Regions from separate parts of the Macaca mulatta genome. Here region 2 is linked to region 1. A link is a contact called in public Hi-C data. All regions are on one chromosome and are shown on one strand. The core of a region is the stretch at or near the end of the contact, and the rest is flanking DNA. Distances in the headings are between cores, read along the strand shown.

Region 1 (5,188 bases), core at 1,074-3,573:
TCTGGATCTCCTGACCTGGTGATCTGCCCACCTCGGCCTCCCAAAGTGCTAGGATAACAGGTGTGAGCCACCGCGCCCGGCCGGTTGGACACCAATTCTGTGAGTTTCTTTTGGCATGGAGTGCTTCTAATTGAGCTGAGGTAAGTTTGCCAGGCATAGGGCTTTTGTGAGATTTGCATGAGATAACATTTGGCCTTTTTTCTTTTTTTTTTTTTTGAGACAGAGTCTCACTGTCACCTAGGCTGGAGTGAAGTGGCATGATCTTGGCTCACTGCAACCTCCGCCTCCCATGTTCAAGCAATTCTCCTGCCTCAGCCTCCTGAGTAGCTGGGATTGTAAGCGCAGGCCACCACTCCTGGCTAATTTTTTTGGTATTTTTAATAGAGACAGAGTTTCACCATGTTAGCCAGGATGGTCTCAATCTCCTGACCTCGTGATCTGCCCTCGGCCTCTCGAAGTGCTGGGATTACAGGTGTGAGCCACTGCACCTGGTGTTAATGAGATAACATTTGGAAACTGCTTGATATGCAGTAGGTGCTTAAGAAATAGGAAAAAAGGGCCGGGCGCGGTGGCTCAAGTCTAATCCCAGCACTTCGGGAGGCCGAGACGGGCGAATCACAAGGTCAGGTGATCGAGACCATCCTGGCTAACACAGTGAAACCCCGTCTCTACTAAAAAACATACAAAAAACTAGCCAGATGAGGTGGCAGGCGCCTGTAGTCCCAGCTACTCGGGAGGCTGAGGCAGGAGAATGGCATAAACCCAGGAGGCGGAGCTTGCAGTGAGTTGGGATCCGGCCACTGCACTCCAGCCTGGGCAACAGAGCGAGACTCCGTCTCAAAAAAAAAAAAAAGAAAAAGAAAGAAATAGGAAAAAAGGCCGGGCGTGGTAGTTCACGCCTGTAATACCAGCACTTTGGGAGGCCAAGGCGGGTGGATCACCTGAGGTCGGGAGTTCGAGACAGCCTGACCAACATGGAGAAACCCTATCTCTACTAAAAATACAAAAATTAGCCGGGCGTGGTTGTGGGCGCCTGTAGTCCCAGGTACTCGGGAGGCTGAGACAGGAGAATAGCTTGAACCCTGGAAGCACAGGTTGCAGTGAGCTGAGATCCCACCATTGCACTCCAGCCTGGGCAACAGAGCGCAACTCCGTCTCAGAAATAAAGAAATAGGAAAACACTGGGCCGGGCACAGTGGCTCACACCTGTAATCCCAGCACTTTGCGAGGTCGAGACCGGTGGACCACCAGAGGTCAGGGGTTCAAGACCAGCCTGGCCAATATAGTAAAACCCCATCTCTTCTAAATATACAAAAAATTAGCCTGGCGTGGTGGCAGACGCCTGTAATTCCAGCTACTCGGAAGGCTGAGGCAGGAGAATCGCTTGAACCCGGAGGCGGAGGTTGCAGTGAGCCATTGCACTCCAGCCGGGACAATGAGGGCGAGACACTGTCTCAAAGAAAAACCGCCAGGTGCGGTGGCTCCCGCCTGTAATCCTAACACTTTGGGAGGCCGAGGCGGGCGGATCATGAGGTCAAGAAATCAAGACCATCCTGGTCAACATTGTGAAACCCCATTTCTACTAAAAAAAAAAAAAAAAAAAAAAAAAAAAAAAGCCGGGCGTGGCTAATTAGCAGAGCGTGGTGGCACATGCCTGTAATCCCAGCTACTCGGGAGGCTGAGGCAGGAGAATCGCTTGAACCCGGGAGGCGGAGTTTACAATAAGCTGAGATCGCGCCATTGCACTTCAGCCTGGCAACAGAGCGAGACTCCGTCTCAAAAACAAAACAAAACAAACAAAAAGAAACAGAAAAACAAAAACAACAAAAAAAACAAAACCCCACAACCTTGTCCTGATTCAGCACTCAAATTCATCAGCTGGAGAGGAAGAAAAAATTCCGTGACCTCACGAGGGCCAACAATGTGGACTATACATGCAGCAGCGGCTACTTTCTTCTGCCCCAAGGCTTGCGCAGGGCCGCTGGAAATTTGCCATATTATATGAAGGGGGTGAACCTTAACAAATTGTCTCCTGCATCCCAAACTCGCTCCCCATCTGATCGTTATCTGGGGCAGCCCCCAGATTTGACCAGAAAGCTCTTATCATTCACACCCGCCCCAGGAACCCCCAATCCAGCCCCAGCTCCCCAGTCTCACTCTTCTGTTCCCCATGCACCTCGGTTGGTCTAGAGACCCTCCTCCCAATTTGATTCTCAGCCAAAACCCCAATGCGCGGCGACCCTGGCGCATGGCAGGACGGGATTTGTAGTTCCAGGGTTTATCGGAGGGTGGGGGAAGGGAGGCCTTTACGCATGCGTTTGTGGCGGCTTTCTGCACGTGTTTCTCAGCCCAGGTTTCAGTCCAGCGCAACTGGCTACCTCGGAATCCCAACTGCTCCTTTAGGGTGTCTTCCTCGATTCTTCGAGTGGAGTTAGGCGCCTGCCGACACTTCCCTAACCTTGGAGGCCCAGTACTTGCTTCTCATGAATGAACGGAGCCGGGACTGACTTTGCCTACGGCGAGTGGGTTGAGATAGCGGTTCCCCTCCTTTAGGCAGGGGCAGAAATTGACCTGTGCCTCTCGAGGGTCAAAAAGTTCCTCAGATCAGGGCTGGGTTGTTCTTTGGGATTAGCGCCGGTGAATTCATTAAATATCGGCTTAGGGAGGGGCTGAATACAGTAAAAGAACAGCCTTGAACCTTGGAGGGTAAAGCTACGTTTTTAAGGAACAAGTTAGAGCTGGCCAGGTCATGCTTAACTTGGATGATCTCTAATCGCGCGAACTGCTCTTTAACCCATTTGACAAGTGGGGAAACTGAGGCTTCAAGTGGCAGGAGGTCTCCCACTTTGTTATCGGCAGGGCAGGGAGGGGAAACCAGGACGTTCCAGGGTCTCCAGCTCTTTACCATCTGCTCCTCTCTCGAGAAGGAAAAACGGTGTCCTACTGTCTTCAGACGTCGCAAGGATCGCGAAGATTTCTTTCTTCATGACCCTGCTCTTGCCAGAATTTCCTGCGCTGTTCCACCTCATTCAGCTTCAGGTAGGGAAAGGGATGAGGCCTGGTTCAAAGTTTATTAGTTCATTTCGTTTTATTCAAAAATGTATATCCTTGTGGCTTTTTTATCTCCTTGTAAAAACTGCCCAACAGTACGGGAAAATAATGCAAAAATTGGTGGAGGCTTCTGTAGGAACCCGGCTTGTCTCAGGCACTTACTTTGTCCTGCTTTCTTTCCTTTGTCTCTGGGCTGTAAAGACCATGCTCAACTCTTTTACGCGCACACAGCGTACTCCTCCCAAGTACCTCTGGATGGGGGAAGGGAGGCATATTTCAATTTTTAGTGGAGGAAGGTGACAAGGAGGTCGCTGGCTCTGGCCGAGGGGTTCCTGGATCCCTCACACACAGAAAGTCCCCACGCGCTACCAAACTCCTGGTTGCAACTAAAGAGCTTGCGGTCAGGTCAGTGTAAAATGCTGGGAAAACGAGACACTGGGAGGACCGGCCGGCTAGAGAGGCCAAAGAAACGGCAACTCTTTCGTCACGTGACCGGGCCTCGTCTCAGCCCGGGTTTCCCAAGTGCCAGGGCACGTGTGAAGGTTGAACCTTCCGATTGGCTCGGCGGGACCAGTTTGAACAGAGTACGGGAGCCGCGGCGGCTCACCTACGGCCGCGTTTTTCTTTTTTTTCTTTCTTTTTTTTTTTTTTTTTTTTTTTAATTCTCTCTCTTTGGCTCCCTCCTTCCGCGCGAGTCTCTGGAGAAGCCGCAGCGCGAGTTGCCGCCGCTGCTGCCCGGGGCCGGGTAAGTGGGCCTCACTCAGCCCGACCCTCTTGGCCCCGGCTTGCGTCGACCCCCGCCGGGCACCGGGCCTGCGCCGCGCGCGGCCCGGGCGTCGGGGCCGCGCCCGACCGGGAAAGGCCGGGAACCCGGTTGGGCCAGATCCTCCTGGCTGCTAGAACGGGTCGGGCGGGGGAGGGGGGGAAACTGAGCAGAGCTTAGGGGGTGGGGCCTCGAAGCCAGGCCATGTCGGGGCTCAGCAAGAAGAGGGCCAGTGGGACTGCTGGGGTCGGGCTGGAGGGGATCTGATTGGGGGAAGCGTCTGGGGACTGCTTGGGGCCTGATTGGGGGACGTCGCGAGGATCGGGTGTGTGTAGGGGCCTGTTTCGGTGGGGCTTGGTTGGGTCTGATTGGGGGAGGCCGCACTGAAAAGTTGAGCGGGGAGGGGGGAGGGGAGCTTGTTGGGCCCTGACAGGGAGGGGCGTCAGACTTCGGCCTAGAGGGTTTTCCTGGATCTGACTTCGAGGCGTCGCTGGGATCCGTTGAGGGGAATGCCCCGGGGGGTGTTCACCCAGGCCGACCTGGGGGAGGCTGCAAGGATCGGGCCAGGGGGTTACCGACACGAGGTGGTGGGGGACTCGGCCGAACTTGACTGGGAGAGGCAACAGAGATCCGTCAGCAGGGGTTACTGCTGACTGGGTTGGAGGGGATTTCAGGGAGAGCCTTGGCCAGACCTGATTGGGAAAGGCGACTGGGATCTGTTCAGGGGGCTCCTATAGTGGGTTGGTCGGGCTTGGCTGGCTCTCATTCGAAGAGGCAACAGAGACCTATCTGGGGACTGCTTTGGGCCTGATTAAGGGGAATTCTTAGAATTTGGCTAGGCCACAGAGAGGGATATCTGGCATCTGCTGAGCTTGAAGGGCAGGAACAGGGGACAGGAGAGATCAGGACGATCGTCTTGGGACGGTGCATCTGGGGAAGCTCAGAAATTGGACTAGGGCAGGAGGCCTCTGGGATTTGGCAGAGGTTAAGGGCCGAGTGTCGGGGGAAGGGGACTCTCCAGGGACTGTGCCTGCACGGAAGAGACCACGGGGGCCGGGGCGCTATCACGGTCTGGGGCGGGGCCCCTGGATGTGGAGGCGGCTGGGCCCTCGCCCAGCCGCTGCGAGGGAGGTAGAAGCCTTCGGGCTCGGAGCCGGGGTCGGCGGCATGGGCCACCCTGGGACGAGGGCTCTTCGCTGGGTCCCGTGAAGATCCGCCGGGCCCCGCCGCCGCCGCCTGTGGCCCGCTTCCACATCCCCCCTCCCGCGCTCCCGAGCCCGCGACTGCGCGGCCGAGGATGGCGCAGCTGGCGGGGACCCCGCACTTGGGCGGGCGTGGATCGGAGGCCTCCGCCTGTCCGCCGAGGGCGTTCCC
Region 2 (5,043 bases), core at 374-2,873, 69 kb before region 1:
GGGGGTAGAGGGGAGGGTGTCGGCAAAGCCGCCCAAGCAGCAGCAACCCTCTGCCCCGGTCAGGTCAGACGGAGGGGGCGTGGGCGCGGCGGGGCCCAGGCGCCAGTGTCTTGAAGGTAGCACAGAGGTGGCTCCCGGGGCCCAGGAGCGCTGCCCGCCCACCGCGGGCCCTCTGGACCCAGGCCTGGGGCTTTCCGTGCCCGGGCAGCCGCCTGCCCGGGAAAATCCCGGCCCCCTTCCCGGCGCTGCGGCCCTGCCCGGCAGAGCGGGGGAGGGGATTCCCGGAATCTGCCCAGAGACCGCGGTCGCGTCACTGGGCAGAATCGGTCCTTGTATGGGCAACGCTTCCGCTGCGTCAGCGGGGAAAGCCCCGGCGCGCACTGCTGGGCGGGGCCGCGCCTGCGCGCTCCGCGTCTCGCCCCCAGCGCCCTGCCTTCAGCTACTGTGTCCCTGGACTGCGTCCCGCGCCCCAACCATCCAACCCTGGAGATTCGGGGACGCGGGAAGGGTGGGACTCCCGGGTTGGGACCACAAGATGCCTGCGCAGAGCCGACGAGGGGGACACATACAGGACCGAGCCACCAACAGCACTGAGCTGGGGGCACACCAGTGCTTTTTTTTCCCTCCGCCCTCCCAGCTTGGAAAAAAAGACAACAGAAATTAATAAAGAACAAATTTTTTTTTTTTTACTTAAATAGATTCAATAAAAAGAACAAACACACACACAAACACAAACACGTCTTAAAATAAACTCTTTAGAGACTAAGTGCGTGTTTCTTTTCCACAGTACGTTGCAGAGAGGGGAGGGCAGGGGGCGGGGGTCCCCTTCCCAATGTCCCCGCGGGCTTGAGTACCGGGCGGCGGGGCCAGCTCCGCCGCGATCGCCCCCTCCTCCCCTCCCTGTTAAATACACAAATATATTATATTCAATATGAATCGAGTCTGTTTCCAGCAGAAAAAAAACATACAAAAAAATGTGGAAGGGGGGGCTTGTAAACGTCGAGGTGGAAGGACTGGGCGCAGGGCGGGAGTTCAGTGTGGTTTGCGGCGCCCCCAGGTCCCAGGATGGGTGCCCACCGCCTGCTCCCTGGACCCCAGTGGGAGACGTGCGCCCAGCCGTCCAAGCGAGGGGGTGTCCGTAAGGGGACAGGGGGCGCTCAGAAGGCGTGTCCCTTGACCCCAAGCAGCAGCTGACAGCCGTTGCTGACGTGGGTCATGACCTTCTGTTTGAGCTGGGCCACCTGCTCCCGGAGGAGGCCGGCGGTACTCGACAGCCCCGCGTTCTCGGCCTTGAGCGTCTTCACCTTGTCCTCCAGGCGCGCGATGCGCTCCAGCTTCCGCTTCCGGCACTTGGTGGCCGCCAGCCGGTTCCGCAGCCGCTTGCGCTCCACTTTGATGCGCTCTTGGTCTTCCATGTTGATGGGGGACACCGGCGGCGTGGCGTCCCGGCTGCGCGCCTCCGGCACGGTCTGCGGTTCTTCCTTAAAGGTGGAGGCGCTGCGGCCCAAGCCCAGCTGCGCCGGGTGGCCACCGGCGAAGGGTGGCGCGTGTGGGAGGTAGCTGATGGTGGCCGTCGGGTATGAGCTCCCGGTCCCGACGGCAGCCCCGGCGCCTCCCGAGGACGCAGAGGCTGGGGAGTAGCTGCTGAGGTTGGTGTAAACGGGAGGTGGCTCCGGGCCGGCGTAGACGCCCCCGGGCCCAGCCGGGGGCCCCCCGCTAGCGCCCAGGGACACGTTGGGGGGTGTCACGTGGTTCATCTTGTGCAGATCGTCCAGGGCTTTGACAAAGCCGTCGGCGAAGCCCTCCTGCTCCTCGGTGACGCCGCCCCCTGCGCCCCCCGCACCTCCACCGCTGCCACCCCCGCGGGGGTAAAAGTACTGTCCCGGGGGTGTAGGCGTCGTCGTGATCACGCCGTTGCTGTTGGGGACGATCAGGCGTTCCAGCTCCGAAGAGGCGAGCTTGAGAGACGCGCCGGTGTCCGAGCCCTGACCAGAAAAGTAGCTGCCGCCACCGCCGCCCTCTGGGCCGGGTCCCCGAGCCCCAGGCGCTTTGAGACTCCGGTAGGGGTCGGCCAGGTTGACCGCCAGGCTCGGTTTCAGGAGTTTGTAGTCGTGTAGAGAGAGGCCACCAGGGGCCCGGCCGTATCCCGTAGCTGTGTATGAGTCGTCGTGGTAGAAGGGCTGTTCCATTTTAGTGCACATCCGGGCGGCCCAGGCGGTCTGGGGAGGGTCCCTGCGGGGCCGCCCCGGGCCTCGCTGCAGCGAGCGGCGAGCTCTCCGCTGCGGTGGCCGGACTGGGTGCCTGGTCGCGCGTTCTCGGGGGCTGGCGCGGGCGGGGAGCAGCCAGCCGGCAGCTGTGCGCAAAAGATCTGTCAGGCTTCCCGAGCCCCCGTCGCCCTCTCCGGCGCGATAGCTTTCCTGGCGTCGTTTCCCCCAGCTCCCAGCTCCCAGCTCCCTGCTGGCTCCGAAGCTGGCCTGGCCGCTCTCAAGGTCCCAGCCGCTCAGCCTGAGCCACACGCCTTTATACCGCGCTAGTCAGCCACGGAAGTGCGCTCCGATTGGCCGTCGCCGAAGCCGGGCCCCCGCGCCCCCCTCTTCGAGCGTGGGGAAGGGGAGGAGGCGGCTCGCGTCACTGTCAGGAAGCGCGTGTCCTTGTAAACAGCGGCCACGGGCCGGGTGGCTCGGCGGGCCTGCAGGGGGAGGGGCTCAAAGGACCCCGGGGTACGCATGGAAGGAGGCCTGGGGGCCCAGGCACATGAGTGAGGGGTTTCAGGGAGGAGGATGATTTCATTGAAGTCCACTGGGACAAATACCAGGACCTGGTACGCAGCAAGTAGGTTGAGGATCTCAGGGTGTGCGAAGAAACCCCTGAGGTACCCAGAATACGAGAGGGGTAGGACAATTCATTGGGAGACCCCAAAAAGCAGGAATGAGGGTTAAGCACGGTAAATCGGGAGGGGTAAGGAGACACCTGACCCAGGAATTGACTGGGGGTCCCGAGCATAGAAGGATGCGGGGCTGGAATTTTCACAGGATGGAGGAGGGGAGAGATCAAAAGGGGTGAGTGGGCGGAGCTGCACGACCCATTAAATTGAAAGAAATGAGTAGGGTCCAGGAGCCCATGGGAAGGTCTGAGGGCTCTCCCGTAATTGGGAAGGAGGAATTAGGGGAAATCTAGGTATGCAGAAAGCGAGTAAGCGTCCTGCGGTACACTGAGGCAGGTAAAATATGCAGGGTAGAAGATGGAGACAAGTCTGCCAGAAACTGGTGACCACTGGGGTCATCTGCGAAGCCCGGATGAAGGAGAGAGTCAGAAGGGTCCGGACACATCTTCGGAGCAGAGAAGACAATAAGAGGGTACTCAGTTGACATGCGAGGAGGGGGCTTTGAGGGTCCTGCGCACCAGGACTGCTGGATCTTCCACGACTGGTGCTCCCCCTCGTGGGTAACCTCCTAGGCATCTGTATTCTCTGTCCCCCATCCTAAAACTCTCCCCTATTGACCCTGGGCTTTGCCCGACACCGTGTCGGCTCCTGGAGCCTGGACCCAGCCCGACGGCTGGGGCGCGGTCGCCCAACCCCACTCCCTTCCTTAGAAACAGGCTGGGGAAAGAGCGCCGAGGCAGGAAGTGTGGCAACAGCCCCGGGGGAAGGAGCCCGGCCCTGTCTCCGTCACTTGGATCCTACGGGACCGTGCGCCCCGCCCTGGGTCCCACCGCATCCTGCGCCTCGGAAGAGGAACCTGGGCGTGCGAGCCCCCGCGGAGGCCCGGGTGCGTGGAGCCTGCCCAGCCACGGAAGCCTCCAGCCACCATCCTCTCCCCTCAAGCAATGGTTCCGCCCGCGGCGCCTGCAGGGGACCGCGGAGGCAGGCAACATGGGACTGTTCCATTGGCCCGACGGCGGGGGACGCAGTCGAGGAGCGGGGCCTGGTCGCCATGGCAACAGGCGGGAGTCCGCAGGCAGGACTGAGGGCGGGGCGGCCCCCGGAGTGTCTCCCCGCCGCCCATATTAGGGCACAGGAAGAGGTGGGACCAGCGCTGTCCTGGGGCCCAGAGCCAGAAGTGGGGAGCCCGAGTATCTGCCAGGACCCAGGGCGCGCCTGGGCCCCCGGACTGCTAGTCCCGACCAGCCCCGACCGCCGCCCCCGGGGCCCCCACGGCCGCCTGGCCCAGCCCCGCCCCGCCCCGCCGCTCTGGGGCTGCGTCCTGCCAGGCCGGGCCTGGCCCAACCCAGCCCGGCAGGTCCCCGCCTGCCCGCGGGCCTGGGTCGGACTTCGCCCCCGGCCCGACGGGGCGCGGAGAGGGCGGGCCGATGCCTCGAGGCGCCCCCGGCGCCTGGGCGGGCTGGAACGGCGGCTGCCTCCTCCCTCGGGTGGGGTGCCCTTCCCTTCTGCCAGGAGGTCTGGGGCTCCTTCCCCAACACCCCGCACTCACTCATGTGGGTCAGGGGCCCCACTCTCGTTTGAGTCTGCGGGTCCCATCCATCCATCATCCAGAATACCTAGAGGGAGCCCCCCCTCCTTCCCTAGAGTGGCTCCTTCATCTGAGGGCTTCCCTCCCCCAGTCAGAGAAGACCTGAAAATCTAAGGGGATAATATAAGGGAACCCAGAGCCCCTTCCCGGGGAAGGGCTGCGGCGAGGTGCAGATGGTGAGGCTTCCAGTTAGACTTAAGGTGGGACTTCCGAGCAGTTTGTGTGTGAACCCACTAGACCAAGAGGTGAGAAGCCTAGTCTCTCTCTCTCTCAGCTTCCCAGGCCTCTGTCTTCTGGAGGATGAAGAGAGCCTGTCTCTTCTTTAGGGTAGAAAGAGGCTAAGGGATAGGGGTTAAACAGCCTTTCTGGGGCAGCCTAGATCTCACCAAGTGTGGGAAAGAGAAGGAAAACGAAAGAGGCGAAAAAGAAACTGAGCTATGTGGGGGCAGGGGGAAGTCCAGCAGTGCAGTGGCCTTGCTGGAGGAAGGTCCCAGCAGAAGCTGGGGGCGTCCCGTCCTTGGAGGGTCCCTGTGACCCCTAAATGCCCCCTCCCTTCTTCCCCTTGCTTGAA

The links. Hi-C and Micro-C count contacts between places; a contact is called where the count stands out from the background.
Region 2: a contact with region 1 is called in a Hi-C map of fetal cortex germinal zone, with 2.0 times the contacts expected there. The contact joins the promoter of HOOK2 here to the promoter of TNPO2 in region 1. A contact is called at or near these places in 3 of 14 Hi-C or Micro-C datasets (fetal cortex germinal zone, fetal cortical plate and liver).

What each region holds. Positions count from the first base shown.
Region 1 is chr19:13,276,884-13,282,071 of T2T-MMU8v2.0, reverse strand. It overlaps TNPO2 (transportin 2), which reads left to right and starts at 2,323. Exons shown (of 26, transcript NM_001261575.1): 1 at 2,323-2,522; 2 at 2,928-3,039.
Region 2 is chr19:13,344,926-13,349,968 of T2T-MMU8v2.0, reverse strand. It overlaps HOOK2 (hook microtubule tethering protein 2), which reads left to right and starts at 1,623. Exons shown (of 22, transcript XM_077977625.1): 1 at 1,623-1,649. JUNB (JunB proto-oncogene, AP-1 transcription factor subunit) reads right to left here and starts at 2,502. Exons shown (of 1, transcript NM_001194461.1): 1 at 661-2,502. The coding sequence starts at 2,201. The coding sequence ends at 1,158.